Regions from separate parts of the Mus musculus genome. Here regions 1 and 2 are each linked to region 3. The links are chromatin contacts, called in public HiChIP or PLAC-seq and promoter capture Hi-C maps. All regions are on one chromosome and are shown on one strand. The core of a region is the stretch at or near the end of the contact, and the rest is flanking DNA. Distances in the headings are between cores, read along the strand shown. Region 1 holds the start of Gorasp2 (golgi reassembly stacking protein 2). Region 2 holds the start of Dync1i2 (dynein cytoplasmic 1 intermediate chain 2). Region 3 holds the start of Ola1 (Obg-like ATPase 1).

Evidence for each region. Promoter capture Hi-C pulls out the DNA fragments that hold promoters and counts their contacts. HiChIP or PLAC-seq counts read pairs in DNA pulled down with a chosen protein or histone mark.
Region 1: an H3K27ac HiChIP or PLAC-seq map of thymic regulatory T cells shows a contact between it and region 3, with 14 times the contacts expected there. The contact joins the promoter of Gorasp2 here to the promoter of Ola1 in region 3. A contact is called at or near these places in 1 of 39 promoter capture datasets (hippocampal neurons), 1 of 484 Hi-C or Micro-C datasets (CD4 T cells), 1 of 115 datasets of contacts at active chromatin or transcription factors (thymic regulatory T cells) and 1 of 9 other capture datasets (liver).
Region 2: a promoter capture Hi-C map of liver shows a contact between it and region 3, with 4 times the contacts expected there. The contact joins the promoter of Dync1i2 here to the promoter of Ola1 in region 3. A contact is called at or near these places in 2 of 39 promoter capture datasets (liver and pre-B cells) and 1 of 115 datasets of contacts at active chromatin or transcription factors (microglia).

The regions. Positions count from the first base shown.
Region 1 is chr2:70,659,467-70,664,020 of GRCm38.p6, reverse strand. It overlaps Gorasp2 (golgi reassembly stacking protein 2), which reads right to left and starts at 2,512. Exons shown (of 10, transcript NM_027352.4): 1 at 2,261-2,512. The coding sequence starts at 2,323.
Region 2 is chr2:71,209,494-71,214,116 of GRCm38.p6, reverse strand. Dync1i2 (dynein cytoplasmic 1 intermediate chain 2) reads right to left here and starts at 2,171. Exons shown (of 16, transcript NM_010064.4): 1 at 2,043-2,171.
Region 3 is chr2:73,213,132-73,217,515 of GRCm38.p6, reverse strand. It overlaps Ola1 (Obg-like ATPase 1), which reads left to right and starts at 3,069. Exons shown (of 11, transcript NM_025942.2): 1 at 3,069-3,230.

The DNA of each region.
Region 1 (4,554 bases), core at 1,263-3,762, 2.6 Mb after region 3:
AAAGACCAGAAAACTCCGTGCTCAACACCAGGAGGTGCTAGTTAACCACATTCTCCTATGAAGCTCAATGCAGTGAACCTCACGGCCCTGTTAGGAAACATCACAGTCACAGTAGGTATCATATGCTTCCACCAGTTACACAAAGAAGCAAAAACCTGAGAAAAGCAGATGAGGTGTGGGAAGAGATGCTTCTCTGCATAAAACACACTGAATGACCGCAGGAGAAACCCTGCCGTGGTCAGTCACCTCTGCAATGGGGATAACAGTAAATATATAATGGGATCACAATTGCACCGAACCATGCGGGAAGGCAGAAAAAAACACGTATACGCCACCTAAGAGAACAGACAGGAAGACAGAAATTCATAGCACCTAAGAAGATAAAGTACTCTGCTTAGAGTAATTGCTGGGTCTGTTTCCGATTGCCCAAAGATTGTAAAGCAGAGCTGAGCAGTAAGTACTGAAAATAATCTCTCCAAGTTTACTTGATTATGTGGATTCCTGTAAGATAGCAGCAGATACGGGCATCAGAAGAGCAAATAGTGTTTTTACCACTAACAAGTGAACGGCCAGCAAACTGGTAGTTACCACAGAAAGTGAAATTACATCAGTTCAAACATGGGTGAGTTTATCTCAAAAGTTTCCTGCTATAGACACATTGGCTCACAAGATCGGGGTCTGTAGTGGGACGTACCACCATGCCTTAGGAAGCAACGGATAGGAGGGAGAGAACTCTTTTTTTCTCTCTGAAAACAGAGGTAAGGCAATGAGTGGCAAAATCAGGGAGAGAGAGGGTTAAAAACTTAAAAACATTTGCTTTCATGACATAATCACTAAAGCTCCCTTGGTTTATACCCTCTATACAATGATTTCATATTTTGTAACATTTGTGCTCCAGATGCAGACTGGTAACTGGGGCTGCCCCTACTATTTCTAAAGCTCAAGGAAGAGAGTAATAACACACCTGTACTAACTATGTGTGCACTCAGAAATCCTCCGAAGCACACCTATGAAGACGACATACTTCAACTGTCTTCCATAGGAATGAGCTCATTAAACTGAAGTTCTGTTGACATGAAGATCCATCTAAGACCCTAAAGACTATTTTTTTTTCCTACTCATTAACACTAATGTGTCTTACTAGGTTTCCCTGGGTGTTTATTATAATAAAAATACTGCAGCTCCCTAAGGGTTCATGGCCACACTCAGAATCTGCAAGTAACAGGATAATACACCTCACATGAGTCAACTCAGAATCAGACCAGATGAAAAAGCATCGCCATTAATTTTCCTACGAACCCGGGATGAAGCAGTTCTTTCTCCTGTGTTTCCTATTAGTGTGGGATTTAGGAGTTTGGTTAGCTGAAGGAAATAGGAAAGTAATATGGCATATGAAGAAACACCCTGGAAAAACAAGGGCTTCAAAAGTCTCTTTTGAGTGGAATGGAGAGACAACCACAATCCCGACAACCAGGTGACCAATCACAGTCCTATCGTTCAGGTATCTGGGCTATTTTAAAACGTTATCTCATTCAGAACATGCGACCCAGGGCAGAAAATGAAGGTAAGCAAGCACACTCTCAGAGAAGATTGTCCCTAAATGGCGATGCAGACTGAGGCCACTCTGTTCACAGCCCATGTTAGCACTCACACAGGTGTCACCACATTCCTGGTTCCACGAGGAAAGGACCGTTCACAGGCGGATGTGTCTTTGACCCCTGGTGTCTGGCGCTGCGTTTCCTCATCAAGCCTGGCTATTTTGGAAACTCTCCTCCGCGGACCTAAACCTCAATCTCCCCGACTATTTCATCTTAGAAAGAAGAACGGAAGTTCCTCTCCTCCAGGAAATGTTGGAGAGATCTGGAAGGGTCAGGAGCGACCCGGAACGGAAAAGTCCTATCAAAAATCAACTAAATTTAAGTCTGTCAAATCTAGCCCGAGGCCGTTCGTGCTCCTTTCCCTGTCCAGGTGGCCCTTGCAAGCATCCAGGGGTAGCCGAGATGAACCGACACCGGTCGTGACATCTCCGCTTAGCCTGTGGCTCCGTCACCCTCCCCGAGAACACAGGTACGGGTTCCGGCTCCTTCTGGAGGCGGCGCCCCTTGCTCTTCCTAACTCTGAAGCTCAGGCCAGTGCGCGGCGAGGCCGTGCGGAGGGCCAGGAGCCAGGGTGGTGGGTCCCGGGCCACGTCGCCGGCAGCCGCGCCCAGGGTGCTCCGCGGACTCGGGCCTGGCCGCCCCGGCGTCCCCCCGGGCCTTACCCGCAAAACGTGGTAGCCCTCGGTGCCGCCGCCCGGGATCTCGACGCTCTGCGAGGAGCCCATGGCGGCGGGCGATCCGTACGACCCGGCCGGCTCAGCGCTGCTCCGCCTCGCGCACCGCCCGCTTGGCGACTCCGCGTAGCTCTTGGGACGTGGCACTTGCAGCAGCCCGAGCCGGGCCGCACAGCCCGCCGGGAGATCGTCGCCCGGCAGCCACGGCCGCTGCCACGCCGCAGACAGCGCCCCCTGACGGGAGCCGGAGGGAACGATCGGAAGAGCGCAGCGGGCGGAGGCAGGGAGCGCGAGAAAGCGGAAAGACAGCCCGGAACGCGACGGCTCGCTACGGGGCCCCGGAGCAGACAAGACTTATCTCGGCGCGTTTCTACCTTCGCAGAAGGGTATTTGGTCGCAGCGCCTCCTGGTGACCAGAGGCCAGAGAGGAAGGGAGCAGATGCCGAGCACGCCTGGCGCTTGCTTTGTTTTAGGTCTTGTTTAATAAGATTGTATACCTGAGGATAGTTCACAGTGCCTTTCTGGGGTTGGAATATCAGGTATTCTCAGCTCACGTTTATAAAGAGCAGTGTTCCCTGAAATAAAAGCGGTTACTGTTTTGTTGTTTTTCTTCTCGTCCTGATAGAACACTACGGAGCTACGCAGGAGCGAGGGGCAGGGGTTGGATTTCCTTGGAATTTTGCCTGTTGCCCCACTGCACCCCTCTCAGTGTTCCCTGCCCCGTCTCCTCCCCATGCTATAGTTTGACTTTCAGTAATGGTGTCCCATCCAGGTGTTGACTGTCTTTGGTGTTTTGCAGTGTGAGCTATTATTAAGGGTTCTGAAGTATTCTAGTCCCAAATGGTTTTTCATAGTTAACCCAACACGCCACCAGTTAGATAGTCTAGTTTAAAGGATAGGTAGAGGAGCAAATGAGTGGTGCTCTAAAGAGCCAGGGGAATACAGTACGGGGACCTTTCTTCCCGACAGCTGACCAGTTCGCCATATGGAATCAGAATCATATGAAATTAAGAAGACTGGACTGAAAGAGATACCCATAGACAAAACTAAGAAATACCAGGAAGAGCTTGCATTGGGATCTGGAGTGAAGCCCAGAGGTTTCATAGTCCCTAGCCTGTGGAGGTGGAGGAACCTTGAAGGGATGGACCTTGTAGAAGGAAGTTGGAGTCTGTCCTTAAAGTAGGGAGTAGAACCCTGCCGCTTACTTTCTCTCTTTGCCTCACAGCTGCCCCGAGATGAACAGCTTTGCCAAAATAATGGAGCCAACAGCTATGGACTGAAACTACAAGCCAAACAAATCTTTCTTTCTCCTTTAAGTCGTTTTTTTGTCATTGACAAAAAGCTAACAGAAGGCCAATCTGAAAAAATTCCTAGGGCTGAAGAGGAAGGAGGCTTACGGGTTAAAAGTGTTGGCTGCTCAGTCATGTCAATGGGAATTCAGATCCCAGCACCGACAATAGACTGTCTATAATGCTTATAGCTTCAGCTCGAAGGGATCTAGCACCCTCTTCCAGCCTCAGTGTAGACACACACACACACACACACACACACACACACACACACAGAGAGAGAGAGAGAGAGAGAGAGAGAGAGAGAGAGAGAGAGAGAGCTGGGATCTTGCTGTGTTCTCCTGACTAGTCTTAAATCCCTGATTCCCAGTGACTCTCCTGCCTCAGCCTTCTGAGTAGCTGAGATATGCCACTGTGCCTGGCTTGTAAATGGCATTTTTGGTGCAATTGGAGAAACTTGAATATGGTTGCTAGAATATTAGATTTAGGAGAAGACTATTTCTTTTAATGAAAAGGAAGATAATTACTGAGGTAGGGAGCTAGTTAGAAGACAGACTGAGCCTATAGGCATATAAAATGATTTTTTAAAAATAAAGTATACATTAGTGCATTCCTCCACATAGGACTGTCTGGGATGATAAGAGAAGGGGCTATACTATGGACTTCTGAGTGGTAACTATGTATTTATCTTGGGTTCTTATGTATTCTATACTGCTCAAGGACCTGCCTTTTTATAACAATTTTTGTTTAAAAATTGAAAATAAATTACCACGTCTCTCTTTGCTGCTAATAAGCCAATTATAGTATCTTTCAAAGACCCCACGAGTCCATAGTTAAATAAATGAAAGGTGTGGTCACATGACTTCTCAAGAGCAGGGAGTGCAGCAGAGTTGGTTGCATGTTGCTGGTATGTACTGGAGTGCCTGGCAGCTAATGCAAAGAATCAATATTTAATACAAGACAATAAATATAAGAACTAGATTTGTTGATAAT
Region 2 (4,623 bases), core at 922-3,421, 2.0 Mb after region 3:
ATGTAGCCCAGGATGTCCTCATGGCGATTCTCCTATCTCAGACTCTGGTGTGCCAGAGTTAGCCAGCACACCCAGATTCCATGTTTTCTGATGTCTCTGTATTTGAGTACTAGATAATAAAAGTCATAACTAATGCTTAAAACAAACGACACTGTTGGTTTTAAGTTCTAGACGAGTATGATAGTTCACACCTGTAATCTGGGCTCTCTAGGAGGGAGGCACAAAGATTCTGAGTTCCAGGCAGCCTGGGCCATACAGGGCAAGACAGGCTTTTAAAGAATGCTTATGTCTTCAGCTATGAAACCAAAACTATTACCAGAGATGTCTGTGTTTTGTTCCCAGAAACTTAATAAAACACTGAATAGCTAAACAGGAAGTTCCTAAAAATTCTTTTAAATTCTATAGATGTTCCATGACAATCAATCAAACAGTATATTTCCACCTAACACCTTCTTGTGGCATTCTTATGATTATCTATATGGGCCTGAAATGTTCCATGGTAGATAGTCATCTGGATGAGTTGGGGGCTGTGTTTTTATGGTTTTTGTTACCTTCACAGCATAGCAACCTTAACACTGAGCTCACAGCTGCTAAACGATCCATCTGCAAAGTAGATGGGATTACGAACACAAGCGTGTCCTCATACTGACTGTTATGCAGGAGGGAGGGAGGAACGAGGAGCTTTCTGAACTGGAAAGGTAACCTAGGGACTCAATGTAAGGTAGGAGCCAGGACCTTGTTACCTTCTCTACATTACTGGTTCAACCTTTGTCAGTGTCTCTCTCCATACAACTGCAGGATTAAATGCTTTTGATTAAGGAAACTGGGTTAATAACCTCTTGAAAAGTCTAGGAATCTCTTAGGATCACAATAAAGTTGGATTAAGGGCAAATTTGGTAAGGAGGAAAAATTCATCTATGAAAATGAAAAACATTCTTCTATGTAAATGAAAAAGGGAGAATTCTTGGTAGCGTACTTCAGAAAGACAGGACAGTGGGCAAAAACTAGTGAGCAAGTAACAGGAAATCCCTTTAATATACACTTTTTTTTCCATTTTTTATTAGGTATTTAGCTCATTTACATTTCCAATGCTATACCAAAAGTCCCCCATACCCACCCACCCCCACTCCCCTACCCACCCACTCCCCCTTTTTGGCCCTGGCGTTCCCCTGTACTGGGGCATACAATGTTTGCGTATCCAATGGGCCTCTCTTTCCAGTGATGGCCGACTAGGCCATCTTTTGATACATATGCAGCTAGAATATACACTCTTATATATACTCCCAACCAAGTCATTTGAACAAACTCGCAAAGCAAAGCTCGTGTTTCTTCACCCACTCTTTTCAGGTCTCTAAAAAGCTTCATACTGTAAGGGCTGTTGAAGAAAGTTTCCATACACATCACTCTGTATGATTTTTTTTTGTATTATGTATGATAAATAATACATATTATTTTCTGTTTAGGACCAATTGTCAACAATATACCAATACTGCCTGGAATCTAGTTTGAAGAAATACTTCTTCCTTCAACTCTAACTATTTTGTCCCGCTGAAGCACGGGCGATCAGTTAGCTCCCTCATTATCAGACAGGTCAGGGCCTCTGCTCCGTGACTGACAGGTTCATTTTCTTAAAACTCCGGAAAAAGGAAAGTGTCTAGAATGATGTTTACAATCACAGTGTTCAGAGACCTCCAACACACACGCTAGGTGCCTGGTCATTGCTACTGACCCAAGTAGTAGTGATCTTTATTAATAAAAACCAAGCAAAGCTTAAGGAATTACTTTCTCCCTAGGCTTAAGGCCAAGAGGGTGCGGTCCGGGCTGGGGTGTGTCCGAGGTCCACCAGACGGGTGCAGGACAAATCCCGAGGGTCCAGGCCGCCTGCGGAGGGTCCCGAAGGGTTGCCAAGGGCCCTGGTGGCCTCCCCAGGCCGCTTTGAGTCACCCGGGCCGGCGCTGTCAGAATATCGGCCGGGCGGCCCTACGAGCTCCAAAGCGGCCATCAGAGGCAAAAGGGACTTGAAGGAAGCGCGGCCGACCGACCTGTCAGGTGGCGGAGTGGAGATCGCTTTCTCTGGCCGGTAACTTCCCGGGAACGTCCCTCTCCAACTGTCGCCGCCGCAGATCCGCGGCGTCCCAAGCACACAAAGAGGGATGGGCGGCGGCCGCTACGGCGAGAGCCGAGGGACAAATGGCTGCGCCGAGACGCGGTCTCACACAGAATCAGAGTCTTTGCCGCCCAGCGCAGAGGGGCGGCCTCTCCGTGACTTACCTTTTGTAAAACAGAATCTCCCGGTTGAAACAGATACACCGGCCCGGGGCCCGAAGCGTTTCCGCTTTGGCAAAAGCTGGACAACCACACCTCACATCCTGGGGCGGAGCCCTCAATACCTCCAGAGAACTTCAAGTCCCGGCAACCAGGCGCCCTGCCTGGGCGAGCGAAGCTCTGTGGGAGTTGTGGTCCCACTAGAGGCAAGGAATGCTGGGATATGTAGTCAGTCTTAGCTTTCCTGTCCCCAGCACCAAGGCCATCTTTCTGCCCTTAAAATGCTAATGAGAACATTCCAGAGTTTGTATTGAAGGTGTTTTCTTCCGTGGAACAATGATTACAATGCAGCATGTGCTGCTTAAGGTCTGTGGCCCAACATTAACAAAATCTTAAGTCCTGTTTTTCCATAATGAACCTGAGAAAAGGGCATTTTAAGAAGTTTATTTATAGGCATGTGCTCGTAGATTGATTTGCAGGGGCCATGGATTATTGAGGATTCTTGTAGCATGTGACACAAGATCAAAAATAAACATATATTGGGGCTGGAGAGATGGCTCAACTGTTAAGAGCACTGGCTGCTCTTCCAGAGGTCCTGAGTTCAATTCCCAGCGACCACATTGGTGACTCACAACCATCTGTAATGAGATCTGATGCCCTCTTCTGGTGTGTCTGAAGATAGCTACAGTGTTCTTGTATAAATAAAATAAATAAATCTTTAAATAAAAATATATTAATTTAAGCAGGGCATGGTGGCGCACGCCTTTAATCCCAGCACTCCGGAGACAGTGGCAGAGGCAGGCGGATTTCTTAGTTCAAGGCCAGCCTGGTCTACAAAGTGAGTTCCAGGACAACCAGGGCTATACAGAGAAACCCTGTCTCTAAAAACAAAACAAAACAAAACAAAACAAAAAAATAATTAGCATAAAAATAATTTCTAGTATTTTATAACAGAATAGTTTCCTCCAAAAAGTGTGTTTGGTAAGAAAGCATTTTATACTATTGGATCTGGTTAGATTTTTAATATAAAGAAAATAATTGAAATAAGAATTTACCAGAAGTGCATGGGCTGATGCATGTGGCTTGAAGAATTTATTTGAATAATCTGAAGCATTATTTGCCAAGTATTAAAGCGTTATTTGCTAAATATTAAAGGTAATACCAAAGCATTACTTTCTTATCTTCTAGAAAACTGACAGGAAGAACATTGTTTAAGTTTAATATTGATCTCAAATTTGAAGCTTTAAAATTTCAAAGAGCGTTTAGTTATGCAGACTTTGTTTCCTTCTTTCCAAATAGTTTTTGTTTAGTCACTTGAAAATTGTTATGAGTAGCCATTCATCATGTACCAGGAATGGAGCTGCACACTCTCAGAGCTGAAACAAACTTTCCTCTTCTCAACGGAGAAACACTGGGTTCTCAGTTCCATCAACTGTTAAGATGAGATTGTGTAACTAAGTCATAGAAATAGGTAGGTAAGAAAAAAAATACTTTCATTAAGAGATGCTTCCAGGTACGAGTCTTTGATTTTGGAAAGTTGATTAGAAATCAATCATGGCTGGGCAGTGGTAGCACACACCTTTGATCGCAGCACTTGGGAGGCAGAGGCAGGCAGATTTCTGAGTTTGAGGCCAGCCTGGTCTACAGAGTGAGTTCCAGGACAGCCAGGGAAAAAGAAAGAAAAAATTAATCATGAAAACAAGATTCAGAAAAGTACCATGGTACTGAAAAAGAAGAAGAAGAAGAAGAAGAAGAAGAAGAAGAAGAAGAAGAAGAAGAAGAAGAAGAAGAAGAAGAAGAAAAAGGAGAAGGAGAAGGAGAAGGAGAAAGAGAAGGAGAAGGAGAAGGAGAAGGAGAAGGAGAAGGAGAAGGAGAAGGAGAAGGAGTAGAAGAAGAAGAAGAAGGAGGAGGAGGAGGAGGAGGAGGAGGAGGGGGGAGGGAGGGAGAGAGGGAGAGGGAGACAGAGGGAGAGGAGGAAGAGGAGGAGGAAAATAGGGTTAAAGTACAAAGATGAGAGCGTAGAGCATAGTAGAGAATCAACAAATAATTCAGAATGGCTGTGGGCTAAAATTAAAACTGAGGATTGAAGCCACAGGAAGAGCAAAGTCATATATATCCAAGCCTAGACTGAGATCAGTCACTCACAGACCGTGAAGGCCAATCTAGAGTTCTGATGTCCGGCCATGTTTGTTGTCAAAGCTTGACAATGACACCATGGGCTCATTTTCTGATGTTAGGAATTATATACTGGTGTCAGGGACAGCTTCAGAGAAGAGGGACAATTGCCCCAGTCCGATGACTAAGATAGCCTGGGCAAGAATACCACTTCCTGTTTCTTATTCCGTACAGAGGGGAAAA
Region 3 (4,384 bases), core at 1,820-4,319:
ATTGCTCTCTCCTCTTTCAGTTTCTCCAGGACCATCTGATGATTGCTTGACCCTTTTCCTCCTTATTTTTTTTTCTTTAGAATAGCCTCCTGTTGAAAAAAAAAAAAGTGCCTAACATAGTCCTTAGCCCTGATTTTATGTTCCCCTTTAAGCAACCAACAGCATTTGTTATTATGGCTTGACTCCAACTTCCAGAAAGGAAAAGAATCTTGATTTCTTCAGCTTGGATTTGATATCCCAGGTCCGATATGTTCCGGCCAGAAAGTTCATGTGCTACAAACAGCAAGGCTTGAGGGCAGTGTATGTAAATATGGTGTTGCATATCTGTAATCCCAACACTCAGGTAGCCGAGGCAGGTAGACTATGAGTTTGAGGCCAGCCTGGTCTAAACAGTGAGACTATGTCTTTAAAAGAAAAGGGCTGGGAGGTGGCTTACTGGGTGAAGTATGCGATGTGCAAGGCTGAGGCTGAGGCTGATCCTCAGTACCCATATAAAAAGCCAGGTATGGAGGTTATGTGTTCATAATCCCTGTGGTGGGAATGTGGAGTCAGGAAGACCAGGGCTCACTGGTTAGCCAGCCCTGCCTGATGAGTGAGCCCCAGGTCCCAGTAAGATAGTCTGTCCAAAAAAAAAAAAAAGGTGGCTGACTCCTGACATTAGAGGCTAATCTTTGGCCTTCATAGACACATGTACACATACACACACCTACCTAAACATATACATAACATATACATATTTTTTAAAGGGAAGAATTTTCCCCCCTAAGTTTTGTTTTGATATAAATGGGTGTTATGTCTTGATGTCTGTGCACCATATGGCTGTCTGATGCCCTCAGAGGCTAGAAGAAGGCATTGGATTCTATGGGACCAGAGTTACAGTTTTGAGCTACCATGTGGGTGCTGGGAATCAAACCTGGGTCCACTGAGCCATTACACCCCAAAATGGGCCATGGTGATTCTAGTACTATAGCCCCATGCCCTTACCTGTGGTTTTACTTTCCATGGTTTTATTATATCATGCCCAATTGCAACATTAGAGTATTAGACGGAAAATTCCAGAAATAACTAATTGCCACGGGTTTTTTTTTGTTTGTTTGTTTTTTGTTTTTTGTGGTTTTTCGAGACAGGGTTTCTCTGTATAGCCCTGGCTGTCCTGGAACTCACTTTGTAGACCTGGCTGTCCTTGAACTGAGAAATCCGAATGCCTCTGCCTCTCGAGTGCTGGGATTAAAGGTGTGCACCACCACGCCCGGCTTAATTGCCAAGTTTTAAATCATGTCATTCTGAAGAAAATTATACAATCTTGTGTTGTCTTATTCTATCCTGCCTTGCACGTAACTCATTTATCTTGTTGCCTAGCACCGCCACACTCCAAACACCCCTCACCTGTGACTCATGAAGGATCCACCTAGTTTTGCCCAGTGAAACAGAAGATGTCAGCTAGAGGCTTCTGAGACACACTGCCTGTTTTTCCTAGGGGTCCACTAGATGACATGTTTCCTCCTCTTCTACTCCTGACATTTTAGTAGTGTCTAGAGCTGCAGTTGGCTTTTGGTTGTTAGCTAGGGGATGAGAGCAGAGGAAGGCACAGCTACATAATAAAGCCATGATATGTGTGTGTGTGTGTGTGTGGGGGGGGATCAGAGTAATTGAAAATAGCGTTATTTTTTAATGTCTCAGACCTCTGTGCTGTTCATGTGCGTTAGCTCGATGGCGGTTACAAGCTGTGTACTGCTTATCCCTGGGGTCTATTTTACACATACAATGATGACAAGGATACTAGGCTGAGTGTGTAGTGCATTAGTAACTGTAGAAAGTAAGGACTTACGTGACTGCTTTGACAGTAACAATCTTTAACCAATAGCAAAACTAAAGACAAAGACCCTGTCTTTAAAATGTATCAAAAGAGCTCTAAGGCTTTCCTAAGATCACTCTCACGGGGTGACAGAAAAACCTTAATGCAATTTTATTACAAACAGTGGCTCAGCTGCTGCTTGTCAGTCACACCATTCAAAAAGTTTCTGACAGAAAGTGAAGAGTTCTAGATCTGTGAGATGGCTCAGTATGGAGAGGTGCTTGCTGCTAAGCCTTACGAATCTGAGTTTCATTCTCAGAACCTGCAAAGTACGAGAGAACTGACTCCAAGCTGTTCTTTGACCTCACCAGAACTGTTGTATACAAGAGCGAATCCACACAAGCACACATACAATAGGCAATAAACATAATTAAAAAAAAAAACTCAGATTTTTGCAGAGAGATCAGGGTTTGACATGTGTCTTCTGTCACTAGTTTAGTTGTGAAACTTTACCTGATACTTTTCTGATACTATTCTGTCATCTGCAAATTGGGGATTAGCAACCAATTCACACTCTTTTCTTTTATTTGCAACTGGTATGTTTGAAAAAAAATTATAATTTCTGGACATTCACTGTAACAAATACTTGAAAGTCATTGGAGAAAACCTAATAAACACCTTTTTGTCCCAGTGGAGCTCATAGTGTAGTTAGAAGGTGACTTTATACATATTATTTGATTTAATCCTACCAATAGCCTTATGAGATGGATCGCAGTAGTCTCATTTTAGAACCAGGAAGAAATCATGTTTCCTTCTCATAGTTCTTAACCTCGCAGAGGAAAGGGATGTATGTGCGGCGACGAGGAAGAAGATGGTGACTCTTTAAATGTTTTATGCACTTCTGTGGCTGTTAAGTGCGTCTTGGATCCGAAATTTTCCTTGGTCCATTTTTCCCTTGAAGAAAGTTTAATGGCTTCTCATCGTTAACCCATCTGAAAGAAGTTACTGGAAAGGGGAGAAGGGCGGCTCCGTGCAGGTAGCAAAGGCTGATCTGGGCACGATCAGTCAGGGACAAGATAGATCCCAGACGAAGCAGGAGCCCGGAACCGGAGCAGTGGAGCTGAAAGAAACCTGGAGGCTCGGTGGAAGCCCACGTGTAGAGAGACGCAGAAACCCGGTGCTGCTGAGCGCCCTCCTCCTCGTAGGCCCCGCCCATCCGGGCCCGGGCATCCGGGCCAATGGGCGTGACCCTGTGGGGGCGTGGCCTGCGCACAGGTGCCGCCCCGGCCCGCCCGTTCCGTCGCCTCTGCCGTCGTGCGTGCGGCTCGGCGGAGGGCCGGGCTTGCGCTCTCTCCGCCTTCTTCCCCACCTCCGGCTGCCGGCGACACCGGTCTTTGCAGTCCGGGACCCCGTGCGATCGTTAGCCCGGTGCACGGTGAGTCCCCGAAGGAGCCCGTGGGCTCCCGGGCCAGTGGTTCCGAGGCTGGCGCTAGGCCGGAGACCGGCCGCCGGGACGGGCTGAGGGCAGCGGACAGCTTGGGGCATGTGGATGAATGAGGCGCCCTCGGACTAGGCCGCGCGGCCACGAGATTGGCTCTCGCCGCAGTCTGGGGGAAAGTCTTGCCTCAGGGCGGGACGCCAATGCCGGGTCAGGAGGGGAAGGGTGGTGTGCGGAGGTCCTGCTTGGCTGGACTGCGGGGGCACCCCTTGTAGGTCACCCCTTGTAGGCTCCAGGACTGGACGGGCTCTCCCCATGCAGCTGTTCATTGGAGGCCCGGAACAGGTGTCAGGATCCCCAAAATGGGAGATCCTTGGCCTCCCGGTCTGGGATTACAGGTTGGAGTATCACTTCTGGAGCAGGCGGAGTGGGGAGAAGGAGGGAGGAGCAGCGTGGCTCTAGGAGGTCCAACCAGCCAGAAGGCAGGGACAGTTTTAGTTTCCAGGTTCTAAGACGCGCAAGGTTGCAGTTCCTCGTAGGTTCCTGTTGCAGTGTTAAAAGTGAGATCAATTTTGCACAGTGGACCTTGGAGCCAGGACAAGAAAAGACAGAAAGTTTGGACTTGTCAATCAAAAGGTATTTGAAATAGGGCTGTATATAGCCTACTGGTAGAGCGCTTGCTTTTAGCATACATGAAAGCTCTAGGTTGGATCTTGAAAAGGAACGACAAGGTGAGTGCCTTCAAAGTATCCAGTGTAGAGTGTGGGTTTCAAAAACTGTTTAATAAGGACTGACGGTAAGCTTACCTACAGTGTCAAAGGCAAAAAGGTCTGGCTTCGAAGGACCTCCAGGCCTAGTAGTGACCATCAGTGTGGTGAACGCTGAGTTGTGGAGAGAGGCGGGTTCCAAGCGGTGGAGGAATGATTGGCGAGAGGTGACATGGTTGCTGGTGTTTCTGTAATGGGCTTCCTTAGACTTGTGTCTCTTCTCCTTCCAAATGCTTTCCTTCAAATACTATGACAGGTTAAGAAGGCGGTTGTCGGCAGCCAGCACGGAGGATTGGAACTAAGTTTTAAGTTTATCTTTGATTCCCGCTGCTGCAGTGTTTCTGGGACTACTCAGAAGTGATACATGTACACATTTTAGAATCA